Linked DNA regions of Sus scrofa: all the other regions are linked to region 1. Evidence: chromatin contacts called from public HiChIP or PLAC-seq data. All regions are on one chromosome and are shown on one strand. Each heading gives the region's core, a stretch centred on a gene start, on an enhancer-like site or on the middle of the called end of the contact. The rest is flanking DNA. Distances are from core to core; before and after follow the strand shown.

Region 1 (2,617 bases), core at 67-2,566:
GCTGGAACAAATAGAATTATACATTATAGCTTGCAAATGAAGGATAAAGAAGATGGCATATAAATTCACATTCAGGCATACACTTACAGCGGCTATAAAACTACAAATCAAACAGGCACATTCAGTATTTATTAGTGATTTTATATTGGATTCTTCAGTCTCTATTGAAAGGCATAGTCAAAGAGTTGCAAATTAATAGATATTCTGCACTTGGAATTCATGTTTCTTTTCCTTATATTTCATGGAGACCAGGAAACTCTGAGTTGTGTTTTTTTAATCCCTGCTTCAAAAGCCTTCCTAAGGAGAGAGTAAGAGTATACAGAGTTTTGAATAGATTTCCCTGTGCTATACAGTATCCTGTTACTTATCTATTTTATACAGATAAGTATATATATATATATATATATATATGTGCATATATGTATATACATATATAGTAGATCTATATAGTGTATAGGTATATTTGTATATCTATTTAATATGGCTAAGATAGTGTGTGTGTATATATATATATTAATCCAAACCTCCTAATTTATCCCTCCCCCCCACTATTCCCCCTTGGTAACATACACTTGAAACTTACACAACATTGTAAATCAACTATACTCTAATACAGTATTTTAAAAATCAAAGAAAATAAAAATAAAAATGTATAGAGTCCTTGGGAGTGTGGGCTAAATAAGATTGAAAAATAGCGAGAAATCAAGGTGTAGGCTGAGCATTCACCTCTGTAAGCTCCCCTGCTCCCCAAGTCCATCTAGATCTCTACATCTGAGCCTCTTTGATGGCACCACTGCCGCCGCTGGACATGCCCACAGACCTCCAGAGAGGACACTGTGGATTCTGCTCCCTAGAGCCTTCATTGGAAAACAAGCTGAAAACACAATGGGCAATCTTTAAATTCCACTCCAAATAATGATATTTACACAGTAGAGATAGAGTAGTCAACGGGGTGGGGCTGAAGTCTTGAATTAGCCACATCGATCTAGGCAAGTGATGGATACGTTTCCCACTGCAGGGAAGAGGCACGCAAAGTAAAGAGCTTTATCTTCTATTTAAAAACTCTATGGACAAATCCATCAGGCTACTTGACAAGTAAATTAAGCAGGGTTCCAGCTTTCAAGGAGCCCAACTCATATTTGTAGCAGGCAGCAACAAATCACAGTCCTGTCCATCCACTGGGCTTCCCCTTTAGGAGCTTAACTGGCTCCAAAACCACCCTCAGAATTTATGCGTCTCGGTCTTCCTTACAGTCAGAGCCAAGTCACTGAGAGCCACCCACAGCTGCTGCTGTTTCTCCTGGATGTGGCTATTCCTGGAACAGGCTGGCTTTTCTTCTTGCACAACCCACCCAAAGGGTAACTCATTTCTTCTCTGGGCTTGGGGAAAGCTGCGGCAGTTACAAGTCACATTTCAGTTCCTGATGGACTGTGACATTGAAGTTAGTGAGTTCCATTTGAGGACAGAGACTCCCAATGCTTTTCACTTACTATCACTCTGATTGAAGAAGAAGGCAAAGCCTCAGTCTAAAAAAAAAAAAAAAAAAAAGGAAAGAAAAATAGAATGACAGAGGTCACTTTCCTGAAGAGTGACACTCTGTAGGGTGTGCAAGAAGGAACTAAATAAACTAGTTGTGTCAGATATTTATTAAGCATGAAGTGTACTTAGGAGTCTGAGACACAAGGATGAATGGCAAATAATATGTCCAAGGCCTTGTCCATAGTGATTAACACCCTCACACACCATATGGGTGTCTTGTAAGTACTAATGCTGAATTAGCTTGCAAACCAAGGGCCACATGCTCATCTCTGCAGAGAAATACACATGAAGGCCATCACATATGTCTTCCCAGCCCCCTCCTCTTCATCATTGTGGCTACTGTCTCTTTGGTGCCTTCCATGAGCCTAGGCCTAAACGAAATATCTTGGCCTCATTTAAGCCTTGTGCAACTTTGTTGGTTATTTATTCTTGATCTGACATCACAGGAGTTGAGGTTGATGCTCAGGAGGTTTTATCCATTCCTTCTGTTTTTAGCTGATATGGAGCATCAGCTCTGTGTCAGATGCTGCTCTGGGGTCTTGCCCGAGAGATCTGGGGCCTCCGAAATCTCTCAGCCACCAAGCTATGCCTCTAGTCGCATCACCTCCTCCTGGTAGGTGTGCCCCATCTCAAACCCAGAGATAACTCTAAACCCAGACATAAGATGGGACCTACGCCACTGGCATAGTGGGCCCCCAATTAAACAGAACACAATTCATCTTGATTGAGCCTGTGTAGCTATGGAAGGGGAGTATTATATGCCCATAAAAAGGGCAGAAACAGAAATGGCTCCCTGGGCAACTCTCAATTTTCATAACATTTGAATAACCCAGATTCTACATCCCCTGAGCATTTTGGCTAAAGACAGCTCTTTATATACATGTCATGTTCTTCTGAGCTTGTTAGCATAAGCTCATTGCTACCTCTTCTGACAGAATTTCCCTGACCATTCTAGTAAAAGTAACATTGTTACAGGCATAGAGTTACAGGTATATAGGACAAGTTTATACCTATAGATTTTATTTTAAGTAGTAATTATTCTCAGTTATTTGCTTACTTGGTGTTTTGTGTCTCTCCT
Region 2 (2,617 bases), core at 82-2,581, 400 kb before region 1:
CCTACACCACATTGCAAACCAAGTTGTGATGTTATTTGAAGTCTACCGGTTTGTGTCAGAGCCAGACACATAAAACTTCTGTCCTGTATTTCTGAATATTACAAAAACAAACAAACAAAAAAAACCCCAAAAAACCTGATGTGAAATGACAGTATAAGCCTCAGAACTGGAATTTTAATTCCTGTTGGGGAAAATAGACGGCAGAAATAATTCCCATGAAAGCAGAAGAAAGCGCGACTTTTATGACTTTCTTACTCGGGTCGGGAAGATGATATCATGTTATTTTCAGGTCTTCAGGTAACAGTTGATTTTGGTTGAGCTCTGTTAAAATGAAAGCTTCCTTTCCCCCAGCACATGTGGCCTGACTTGAAATGCTGCATTGTTTTTTCTGAGTTCCTCTACCTTGACTGTCAGGTATGTGGGGACATATTAGAATTTTGCCAGAAGAGTTCCCGTTGTGGCTCAGCAGAAACAAAGCCCGACTAATATCCATGAGGATGTGTGTTTGATCCCTGGTCTTGCTCAGTGGGTCAAGGATTTGGTGTTGCCGTGAGCTGTGGTGTAGGTCCCAGACTCGGCTTAGATCCTGCATTGCTGTGGCTGTAGCAGCTGCAGCTCTGATTCAGCCCCTAGCCTGGAACTTCCATAAGCCATGGGTGCGGCCCTAAAAAGCAAAAAATAACATAAAAAAAACGAGTTTAGGCAGAAGAGAGATCTGAGACATTTTGATTTACATTTCGGGGGGAGATGTTTATGGGGTTGACCCCCCATTTGCTTCATCTTTCAGTTACCTTTTGCTTTATCAGCATGCTCTGTCTTTCATAAAAGGAGTGGTAACAGAAGTGCCTATCCTTTGGCTTAAACGATTTCTGATTGGTTATTCAGATTTCCTTACTAGATCAGTGGTGGAATACTTGCATTGTTGAGGACGCTCTGTCGTTGTTCTTGAAATCTATCTTCTCTGTGAGTCCTGGCCCTCCGAAAAGTTTCTGGACCCTCCTCCTGCCTTTTGTTGCCGGGGAAGGAGGAGTCCTTGGTGCTGGACCGCAGCAGGAGCCCGGAGCCTGCAGGCGTGGTGGTTGGCTCCTGGGGTCCTCCCTCTCCCTCTCTTTCTTTTGCATAATACATGTGCCTTCCTTCATTGGTGGTCCCCTGAAGTCACCAGCCCTGCCAGAAGGTCTTTCCTGGGACAAAAGGGGAACTGGAGCGAGATGGCCTCTCACATGTTGGCACCTCTCCCTGAATTTCCTTCCTTGGCAACTCTGTGCGCTGGAAGGGCTGGCCAGCAACCTTGTTATTTTCACCAGCCCTGCCCATGTGACTCGCACCAGGCAAAAGTGCTATGTAAGCAGCTCCATTAAAGCACTGGCTTGGCCGGTCGGTTACCCTTTGCCATTTAAGACCATGAAACCAAGTCTTTCCAGCTCAATTCTGGCCTATTTTAAAAGATGTTGGTTTCCTTTCTTTAGCTACGATGGCCCTCTCCTCCTGTCAACATAAAGTAGCAAACATCTTGGTCTCACCTCTGACTTTCTTTCTTTAGTTCAACTAGATCTTGATTTTTTTCTTTTTTCTCTTTGGGGATAATGGCCGGAAAGCTTTAAAACAGAATGCTTTTTCACTATTTAGATCTGAGCTTTTGCAGAGTCTCAGCTTGCCCCCACACTTCCCAGCCGTACCCTGGGAAGAGCAGAGCAGTTCCCCTTGGCCCGCACTTGAAGCTCTCTGGATTGAACGTGCATTTCCTTTTTCCTCGGGTGGTCACCACAGCCAACACCTGGGCTGGGCCTGCTGCTTTCTCCTTAGATGCTACCGTTGAAACCACATAGTGGAAGCCAAGCTCTAAGGCAGGAAATTCCTTTCATAAAAGGTTTGACTGTCCATCAGGTGGGTCCGTGCTTTCACCTATCCATCCAAGACTGCGTGGTAAATGTTAAAATGAGGAGCACTGGTATACTACCAGAACTATCAATGTATTTGATACTGATGATTGGAGAGAAATTACTGGGCCCATTTTTCAGACGTCAAGTACTCCGAGAAACAGAGTACTTTTGCAGTGTTTTTATAAGGTGTTTTCTTACAGGTAAGCATTGTAGGAGACTTGGTCAGCTCTAAATCAGTGGTGCTGTGAATTAATTGCATTAGCATCAAAGAGGTGGCTGAAGAAATGATCTGTGGTCATAGGTAACGGTATACAGTGGAATACAATTGTGTGAAGTAAGGAATCAACGGACCTGGGAAGACAGCATATAGAGAGATGTCATAGGCGCTCTATGCTTAGCATCCTGCAAGGCGCAAAGGTACCCACCGCCTCTCTGCTCTCACATCCGTTCCACCTTTTTTCTTCTTCAAATCCCAGCTTAAGGTAACCTCCTCCTTGTAGAAGAGTCCCCCCTGCCCCACCTTCCTGGCTCTTCTGCATACTTTGCCTGTGCCCTTCCCTTCAGGACTTAACGCTTTGGGAAACCAAACCCAGGAAGCCAGAGGGTTTTTTTCTCCTTTCAAACTGTCCTACTTCTCCATATACATAGTGAATTGGGAGCACGCGAAAGGATAGAATACCAGGAAGTTGCAAGAGTTGGTTGACATTTTATCTTCTCACAGATTTTTTTTTTTC
Region 3 (2,617 bases), core at 74-2,573, 310 kb after region 1:
GACAAAACACTATTCTGCAGAAGCTAAATAATTATTCTATAACAATAATCACCTTTTTCTATTTGGAGAAATGAGTAAATTGCCCTCTAGCCCTCTTTCATTAAACATTTAATCCTAAAGTTTATATGGCAAATAATTTACACCTTTGCTTGAAAAATGTTTGAGGCAGTGGTGAATTTAGTTTACATATTCTGAACTCAGAGCTAGTTTATTTCTTTAGAAAAATGCAAAGAGTTATTGTGGTTGGCAGAGTTATTTTAATCACACAAGTAATACGAGCTCATTATGAAAATAATTTAAAGTGTTCCCATCGTGGCACAGTGGATTAAGGATCCAGCATTGCTTCGGCTGTGGCATAGGTTTCAGCTCCAGCTAGGATTTGATCCCTAGCCCAGGAACTTCCGTATGCTTCTAGTGTGGCTGGAAAAGAAAAAAAATTAATAAAATAATTAAAAATTAACATAAAGGTCATCCGTGATCTCATCATCAGAAATTGTCCCTGGAGACAGGTTAGAAATAGTTATAAAACAAGAGTCATTTTGTTATTATACAAGAAAATAATTGTTTTATATTTTGGCAGTTGGTGCTAGAGATTTTTTAGGAAAGGATCTCTTTATTTAGTAAAACACATTAATGGGCCACTTTGAAGGAGAAGGAAGAGGCCCAGAAGGCATGCTCTCAAGAAAGAAGACAAAGAAATTAAACAGCTCTCCATAAGTAATAGCAGAAAGATAAATATGATCAAGTCCAGTGAGAGCAGAAGCAAGCAAGAAGCCACAGGCCTATTAGATTCTAGAAATAAGCAGAAAATTCAAGGAGCACACTGGTCTTCCCAAGTGTAGACAGTGCCACTTAAGCCAAAATTCTTTAAACATTCCAGACCAGGGTAAATTCAGTCTAGGAAGAAATTTAGCATGAGTCTCAACAGAGTGGGTCATGGACTAAGATGGCCTGGAAGCCAGTATCGGTTTCAGCACTTTTCTGTGTGTCTGGGTGTTTGAGGGTGTGTACCCATGAGGCAGGACCCAACAGCAACATAGGAACCCTTAGGAAATAAAACCAGAGGAGTGAATATTATTTCCACTGGAGATGGAAGAACCCCCCCCCCAGCCCCCACCAAACCAAACTGGAAGCAATATAACAACCAGATGAAGTCATCATCAAACTTAAGCTAAAGGAACAAAGGGAGAAGAAAGCGTCTGAGGGACCCAAGGGTGAGAATCTGTGTCAGAAGCTAGAATCAAGCCAGAGAAAATAGGATTGTGCTGGGCCTGCCTGATGGAAATTGGAGCCGCTGAGAAGGCAGAACAGCTGTCGGAAACCCTGCCCCAGGAAAAAATATCAGAAGCTCTGCCTGGAAAAAACACTTTGGCCACACACATCTATAAACTATATGAAAGAGGAAGAAAATAATTCTGACCCACAAGGACATGTGAGGAAAGAATCTGAAAACAAAGAGACTCAAAACTATTTGTATGTATGCATGCATATATGTTGTTGAATATACATATTTATGCTTATGTATCTCTCTATATACACACATATGACACAAACAAATGAAATCATGATTCCACACATTTTGTAATCTCATTTAATACTTAATATGACATGGATATTTTCTCATGGCACTAAATATAAATATTAATCCACATATCTAGCTTTGTGACTATTATTTAGCTACAGAATTTACTTATATGATTCCATATAGTTATTTGATAGTATTTTAAGTTGTTGTTCTTCCTATTGAGAAAAAAATAGATATGTAAAATACTGTTAAAAATCTCAGTCCTTGGGTATTGGAAAGTATGTGTAATATGCTTGCAAATGTGGCTTTTTAAATTGAAACCTTATTTCTGTATTCCTTTCTTCATGAAAACCTCTTAAAAAACAGATTGTGTAATGTGTGTTAATAACTTCAAAATAAATAATTAGCATCAGAGTTGGAATGTCATCACTTAGCATCCATCATAGCCACCCAGAACCCTGTTATCTTTGAAGTTTTCTGCTGAAAATGATATATGTCATCATGCTAAATCAAGACGAGTTAGTGATCAGAGCATGGCTAAGGTCACTTGAAGGTTCCTTTGATGCAGACATTCCTCAGTTTAGAGGTAAAATCATCCTGACCTTCCTAACTGTGCTTTACCTTTCTGAAAGTGGAGGAAGCTACATAATTGACTGAAGTGTGCAGAACAGTTTGCACAAATAGGAAATTTAGACACTAAATAGTGTGAACTGTAAGCCAAATGCAAGTGGAGCATATCAAAGGGTGATAAATGTCATTGCACAATAGTTGAAATTGTTCCTCTTTCTTTTTCTCTCTGTATTTTTTATTTTCTCACTTTAAAACAATTTTCTCCCCCCGCCCCGCACAATAAAAAGACCAGTTTGAACTAGGCATGTTTTTATGTTCTTTTCATACTCTTGATTTCAAAAATACAGAATGACACATCATTCAAAGGAGCTTAGATTTGGGGCATGATAATCCAAGGATCCCATTTCACAAATGGACATCAATTGTCCAAGTTGGATTTAGCTCATTAACCTAGGTACACTTTCTTTTTTAATATCAAGATTTCTTTTATTAAGATGTATTTTTAGAGCAATGTTATATTCA
Region 4 (2,617 bases), core at 57-2,556, 300 kb before region 1:
GCGATTTTTTAAAAAGTGAAATGGGCTTTTCGAGAAATAGATGGGAGACATGAGAGTTTGTGACAAAGTTTGGGTGTGATGTCAACTTCTAGTCTCCCCTCCTGTGATGAGTCCATCTTCCCTGGTTGATGAAACTCCTGGGGAAGGGATTTACAGTTGAGTTCCTTTTGGAAGCTCTGTCTTGAGGCAGATAAGGAAAATCCAGAGAAAGCTCCTCCTTGCGTTTGCTGTTTTCAGGTGCTGGGTTTTGTTTGTTTGTTTGTTTGTTTGCTTGTGGTTTTTTTTTTGAACAAAAAAGAAAATTCATTTATTTACTCTCATGGGACTACAAACTCACATTTGCATCAAAATAATAAACCATCAAGACACAGGAAAAAGTGCAGAAATTTTGCATTTGCTGTTTTCAAGTGCTGTTACCAAAGTGGCATATTTGGGGTGGCATGTCCTATGAGGCTTTAAAACTTAATATCAATTGGTTTAACTTTTGGTTAAGGGACATTTGGTTAAGGAGTCACTCCTAGAACAGGGAATGATGTCAGGTTTATCATCTCTATTGGACTGTACTCAGAAAGATCTTTTGGAACTTTGGATTCATGGAGGAATAAAATGGAATATTTTTTTCCATTCATAGAAAGAATAATTCTAGAGGTTGGGGAGAGGGAGAGGGGAAGTAAGGAGATGGAGAGAGAGAGGGAATTGCCTTTACTACTACCAGCCAACTATTGGCTATTCCATATCCCTCCAGGCATTTTTTAAGCATCCAGGACATGTCAGTGCAACTCTTAGTATTTAAGTTGTATTGCCTGGAAAATTAAAGGTCATACTATATTGTAAGGTGTGGCTTCATTGTAATTAATTCTGTATACAACTAGTTTTATTAGAGTTCCATCAGCTATTGGCCCTCCATGGGCAGCTACCACTGGCTGGCCTGCAATTAGCCCCGTATGTGTTAGACCACAGCTGAGGTACCATGTGTACCCACGTAATGAAAAGCCCATGAAACTTAGACATGCTGCATCTTCTTAGAGCAACTCCAGTGGGGTTCTGCAAGTTCCTTTGCAGAAGTGACTTTAGGCTGCAGGGAAACGTAAGGTCAAGGCCTTTCCCAAGCAAAACATGCTGGGGACATTTCCCTGCATCAGCACTGACTGTGGTTAGCAAGGAAACCCCTGGTGCCTGGTGAGGTAGGAGGAATGGATTCTAAAGATGCTTGGCTCCTGGAGCATTGGCAGTGGGGCAGCCTGCCTGCGGCGGCCTCCAGAGAGACTTTGACAAAGGCGAAGGAAGCTCCCTGTTTGCTAGCATGACTCACTCCACGTTTGCTGGGTGGTTCACACGCCTGCCTGCCCACAGGCCGGAACAGGAAGGCCCTCATTGCGCTCAATTTTTTTCCTGAATGCCTTTCTCAACAACAGCGAAAGGAAACATTACTGTTTGGCTTGGAGCCATTCAGGTCACTTGGTACTCAGAGTGCTTAGGATGTAAGAGATGGGCTCGGCCAAGACCTGCGGAGACGCGCAAGGCTGCAGTTATGCCTGTCTGTGTTTTAGATTAAACGGCTGCCTTTTGCAGTAAACAATTCTGGGTGATTTAAGACACCGGGAACTCCCTAAACTAGCAAAACCCCCAACCCGAGTCTGACCATCCGTTTTACAGGCCTAGTTTCACAACCAGTAACCGCCCGGTGTGTGGGTGTGGGGGGGGCCTTGACTCTGCCACCCACTGAGTCTCTTGAATTAAAATAAGAAAGGCCCCGCAGGCCAGCTACGCCCTTCTTAGAGCTGATTCCTCTGGAGGGACCAGATGGGTGGGGTGAGTATGGCCTGGGGGAAAAAAGAAGAGGAAACCAGAAGGTTTCTTAACATACAAAGGGGTCAGGATGCCTGGAGCTCCCCAGCTTCTAGGTGGAATTACAGGCACCGGAAGACCCCAAGGACAGCAGTTCTATCATCAGAAGCTCCTAGAAAATGTTAACAGCCCCCACCCCAGAAAGTGCCCTTCCTTGTCATGGGTGCGTGTCCTTCCTGGGCCTGTAACAATTCCTCTAGGGACCTCTGGCTGGACCCACCCCTGGGAAGACTGCTTCTCTGGGCTCAGGGGCCAGATTGTGCTGCCATTTGTAGCAGAAACTAGGGTCCGAGGAGGGGGTGGAAAAACTGTTTTCTTCCTTAGTTTCAGGCCCTCCCCGTGCTCAGAGTTTAACAGCGTCCCCCACGCCTGGCTTCCTTAGCTGCCTTCTCTCCACAGAGGCTCAAGCTGGGGGCCAGAGGCGGGTGTCCGGAGGGTGGGGTGGGAGGCAGATTCCACACCTTTTCTTCTGGCCTCCTCACTCCCTGACTCCTTCCTTCTTTCAGATTCTCTGGTACCTGCTCCATCCACGTCTTAGCCTCAGACCTGCTGGCATGCAGATCACCTCTTGCAAAGTGACACAGGTGCAGGGGTTCCTGGTGCAACTGTTCTGACCCAACTGAAAGCTGAAAGAGTTAGGGCTCACCCAGAAACTCTCTCCTGGTGAGTTTATTCCACATCCCTCAGGGACTTTGTCAGTTTATAACAATATATACCCAGAAAGGCAGGCTGCCTAAAAGTTTTTTTTTTTTTCTTTTTTTCTTAATCT
Region 5 (2,617 bases), core at 31-2,530, 290 kb after region 1:
GGAAATCCTCTGCTCATAAAGGTGCCACCATCATTTTAGTATCGCGGATGCAAAGTCAACATGACCGCAAGCACACACGTCCTCATATACACGCTTCTACAGTCATGCTCTTCCACCCTTGCCAGCTCTTAAAATATAATTTCTTTCCTCTCAGGAGACCTGGGGCGGGGGGCAGGGGGGAGGGAGAGCTGAGATTTCAGCCTCTAACTGAACATGTCGCTCAGCCTTTTTATTCAGGCACAGGCACTATAAGAATGTAGTATGTTGGCTGCAACTATTTGTTTGCTTAATTTCTCAGAGTTCAGTGAGGTCATTTTGTCATCTTCCCTGTGTTTTCTGTATTTTACAAAGAATTGCCAGCTTCCAACAACACCCTCTTTCTTCCCATTGGAAATGGAAACACGTCCTCCGCAGGAATTTTCCACTTAGCAGATCCAGCTTCCCTAGCTAGGGCCTCAGCACACCAGCCTGCAATGCTGTATTTCTTTCCACTGCAGTTTGACATTTTTGAGCCAGCACAATGAGTTGCATTCAGTCATTTGAAGTCCTCCCCTTTCTACATCATTTTTTTTTTTTTTAAATAATGCATACTTTCGAGCAATTTCAGGAAGAGAGCAGAGGCTTTTAGGCAACATTAAGTTTAATTAGTTATGTCACTGTCACAGAATCAGAATCCGTTGGAGTAATGCCCCTCCCTCCCCCACAATTTCCCCATTCCCCAGCCCCCTTTCCTCTCCTTCTGGTAAACACATTTAAGGACAAACCTCATGGTCCATATACTCTGCTTGTAATTGTTTGCCTTTGCAAATTATTTCCTTTGGATAATATTTACAAACTATATATCACTGCCTGACACGATGATAAGAGGGGACGCAGATTGCTTATAATCTCAGCTGTAAACAAGAGACGGGAACACGCGCTGGAAAACATGTTCAGTGCCCTGTCTGGAAGCAGCCGCCTCTGCAAATGCTCGCAGCAAAGTGGGAGCTGGGTCGCAGCCTTGCCCAAGGCTGCAGCTTGAGACCCAAACGCCAACGCCAGCCAGCGGCGGCGGAGGAGCCGGGTGGGGGGCAGTCCGCGGGGCCATCCCAAGTCCCTGGCGGGGGGGGGGGGAGGGAAGAGGGAGGAGGGGGGAGGAATTTGGGAGGGTCAACGAAAGGCTGCGTCGAGAGGAAAACAATGCGTGCCTTCCAGAAAGCAAAGGCAGCACACGCGAACACAGATGCCTGCGGGACCCGGCTCCCCGCGGGCAGGGGAGGCGCGGGGCGGTGCCTCCCCCGTCTGGCCGGGTGGTAGCGTCTCAGACAGCCGGGCCGGGGTGGAGGGGTGGGGGGTCAACCCAGCGCAGAGGAGGGAGTCTCCAAAGGCACCGGGATTCTGCAGAGAGGGGAGGCAGGAGGAAGAGGGGATTTGTTCAAGCTGGGAGGGTGGGCCTCAGGATAAAAGAAGTGAAAGAAGAAATAGATTGATGCTGTGCAGGACACCTAGGGTATTTCTTTCAGGGGGTATTACTTCCACTTTTAGGCAGGAACAAGAGCTGGGAGGAAAACAGCAGCACGGGCTGACAGCTCGGAGGTGATCAAAGGAGAGAGCGTGAATGGCTTGCTCGGCCAGCCTTTTATTAAAAAGAGAGGGTGCTCCCTGGCCACTCGAGGCGGGAGAGCAGGGATTAGGATCAAATAGCGAGAGATCGGCCTCACTTCCTTTATTCGGGAGGGAAAAAATGTGTGTGTATATATATATATATATATATATACGGAGAGAGAGAGAGAGACAGAGAATGCTACCCATTCCTTCCCACAGACAAAATAGACATTCTCTCTCATCATACAAGTAAAGAAAAGAAATTCTACTCTTTCTTTCCCAGTGTTGCTGCCTCTGTCTTGTATTAGCACACGATGGATGGTCCGTCGGAGGACATTTTTAAGCGAAGTCCTCCTTTGGGGAAGGTAGCGAACTTTGTGTGAGTCTAATTAACCTCGCAAATAAAGTTTAAGGCCCTCTTGGGATTTGGGTAGAACTTCTCTTTTCCTGGATAACAGGGCAAACTGTTAGCATGCACTTTACTGAGGCAAGCGACTCCTGTTGTAAAAACGAAGATTCCCAGCAGTTTAGGTAAGGGTAAGGACTGCGGAGGTTTCTAATGTGGAAAGGACCTCAGATGCTTTATTAGCGTTAACGCAGGGTTTGATGTCACAATAAGGAAGAAAATGTTAGGCTTCAGCCCCGTGTATGAACTGCACCTTCTGGTTAGAGAAACATGATCTTTACACTTAGAGATGCAACGAAGCTGCGAGGCTTGAATGAAGTGGGAAATAACGTATAATTTATTTTGCCTGAGAATCAGGTACATACACGCGCAAACTTACAACAGTTTTTATCAGCTAAAGCTTTGGGCGATGAGCGAGTTGAATAAGCAAATTAATTTTTACCTAAATTCACATTTTGAAATGTCCATACTCTAAACTCTTTATTTAATCATAAGGTAGTTATATTTTGTTGGATTGTTTTTTTAAACCTAGTACCAGGATTCAAAGATAAACGTAGCAGGGCAGGTCCAGATGACCGTCAAGCAGTCAAGGTGAGCTTAGTTTTTCCTTTAAGAGCCCCCGCCCCG

The links. HiChIP or PLAC-seq counts read pairs in DNA pulled down with a chosen protein or histone mark.
Region 2: an H3K27ac HiChIP or PLAC-seq map of skeletal muscle shows a contact between it and region 1. The contact joins two enhancer-like sites. A contact is called at or near these places in 1 of 47 Hi-C or Micro-C datasets (embryonic fibroblasts) and 1 of 2 datasets of contacts at active chromatin or transcription factors (skeletal muscle).
Region 3: a contact with region 1 is called in an H3K27ac HiChIP or PLAC-seq map of skeletal muscle. The contact joins two enhancer-like sites. A contact is called at or near these places in 2 of 2 datasets of contacts at active chromatin or transcription factors (alveolar macrophages and skeletal muscle).
Region 4: a contact with region 1 is called in an H3K27ac HiChIP or PLAC-seq map of alveolar macrophages. The contact joins two enhancer-like sites. A contact is called at or near these places in 1 of 47 Hi-C or Micro-C datasets (embryonic fibroblasts) and 1 of 2 datasets of contacts at active chromatin or transcription factors (alveolar macrophages).
Region 5: a contact with region 1 is called in an H3K27ac HiChIP or PLAC-seq map of skeletal muscle. The contact joins two enhancer-like sites. A contact is called at or near these places in 1 of 47 Hi-C or Micro-C datasets (embryonic fibroblasts) and 1 of 2 datasets of contacts at active chromatin or transcription factors (skeletal muscle).

The regions. Positions count from the first base shown.
Region 1 is chr15:127,851,225-127,853,841 of Sscrofa11.1, reverse strand. No RefSeq gene overlaps it. Among named protein-coding and RNA genes, the nearest start is that of IRS1, 450 kb to the left of the region's middle. Within about 2 kb of position 1,316, at least 5 of the 83 cell types and tissues checked have an H3K27ac peak or open chromatin away from gene starts, as enhancers often do. A contact at or near this core is called in alveolar macrophages and skeletal muscle, where this site is marked.
Region 2 is chr15:128,251,950-128,254,566 of Sscrofa11.1, reverse strand. The region is part of intron 1 of IRS1 (insulin receptor substrate 1); the gene reads left to right. Among named protein-coding and RNA genes, the nearest start is that of IRS1, 54 kb to the left of the region's middle. Within about 2 kb of position 1,331, at least 15 of the 83 cell types and tissues checked have an H3K27ac peak or open chromatin away from gene starts, as enhancers often do. A contact at or near this core is called in skeletal muscle, where this site is marked.
Region 3 is chr15:127,541,422-127,544,038 of Sscrofa11.1, reverse strand. It overlaps the pseudogene LOC110256922. Among named protein-coding and RNA genes, the nearest start is that of NYAP2, 510 kb to the right of the region's middle. Within about 2 kb of position 1,323, at least 3 of the 83 cell types and tissues checked have an H3K27ac peak or open chromatin away from gene starts, as enhancers often do. A contact at or near this core is called in skeletal muscle, where this site is marked.
Region 4 is chr15:128,153,825-128,156,441 of Sscrofa11.1, reverse strand. LOC102164493 (a long non-coding RNA gene) reads left to right here. Exons shown (of 5, transcript XR_001301648.2): 4 at 2,355-2,511. Among named protein-coding and RNA genes, the nearest start is that of IRS1, 150 kb to the left of the region's middle. Within about 2 kb of position 1,306, at least 25 of the 83 cell types and tissues checked have an H3K27ac peak or open chromatin away from gene starts, as enhancers often do. A contact at or near this core is called in alveolar macrophages, where this site is marked.
Region 5 is chr15:127,557,819-127,560,435 of Sscrofa11.1, reverse strand. No RefSeq gene overlaps it. Among named protein-coding and RNA genes, the nearest start is that of NYAP2, 530 kb to the right of the region's middle. Within about 2 kb of position 1,280, at least 54 of the 83 cell types and tissues checked have an H3K27ac peak or open chromatin away from gene starts, as enhancers often do. A contact at or near this core is called in skeletal muscle, where this site is marked.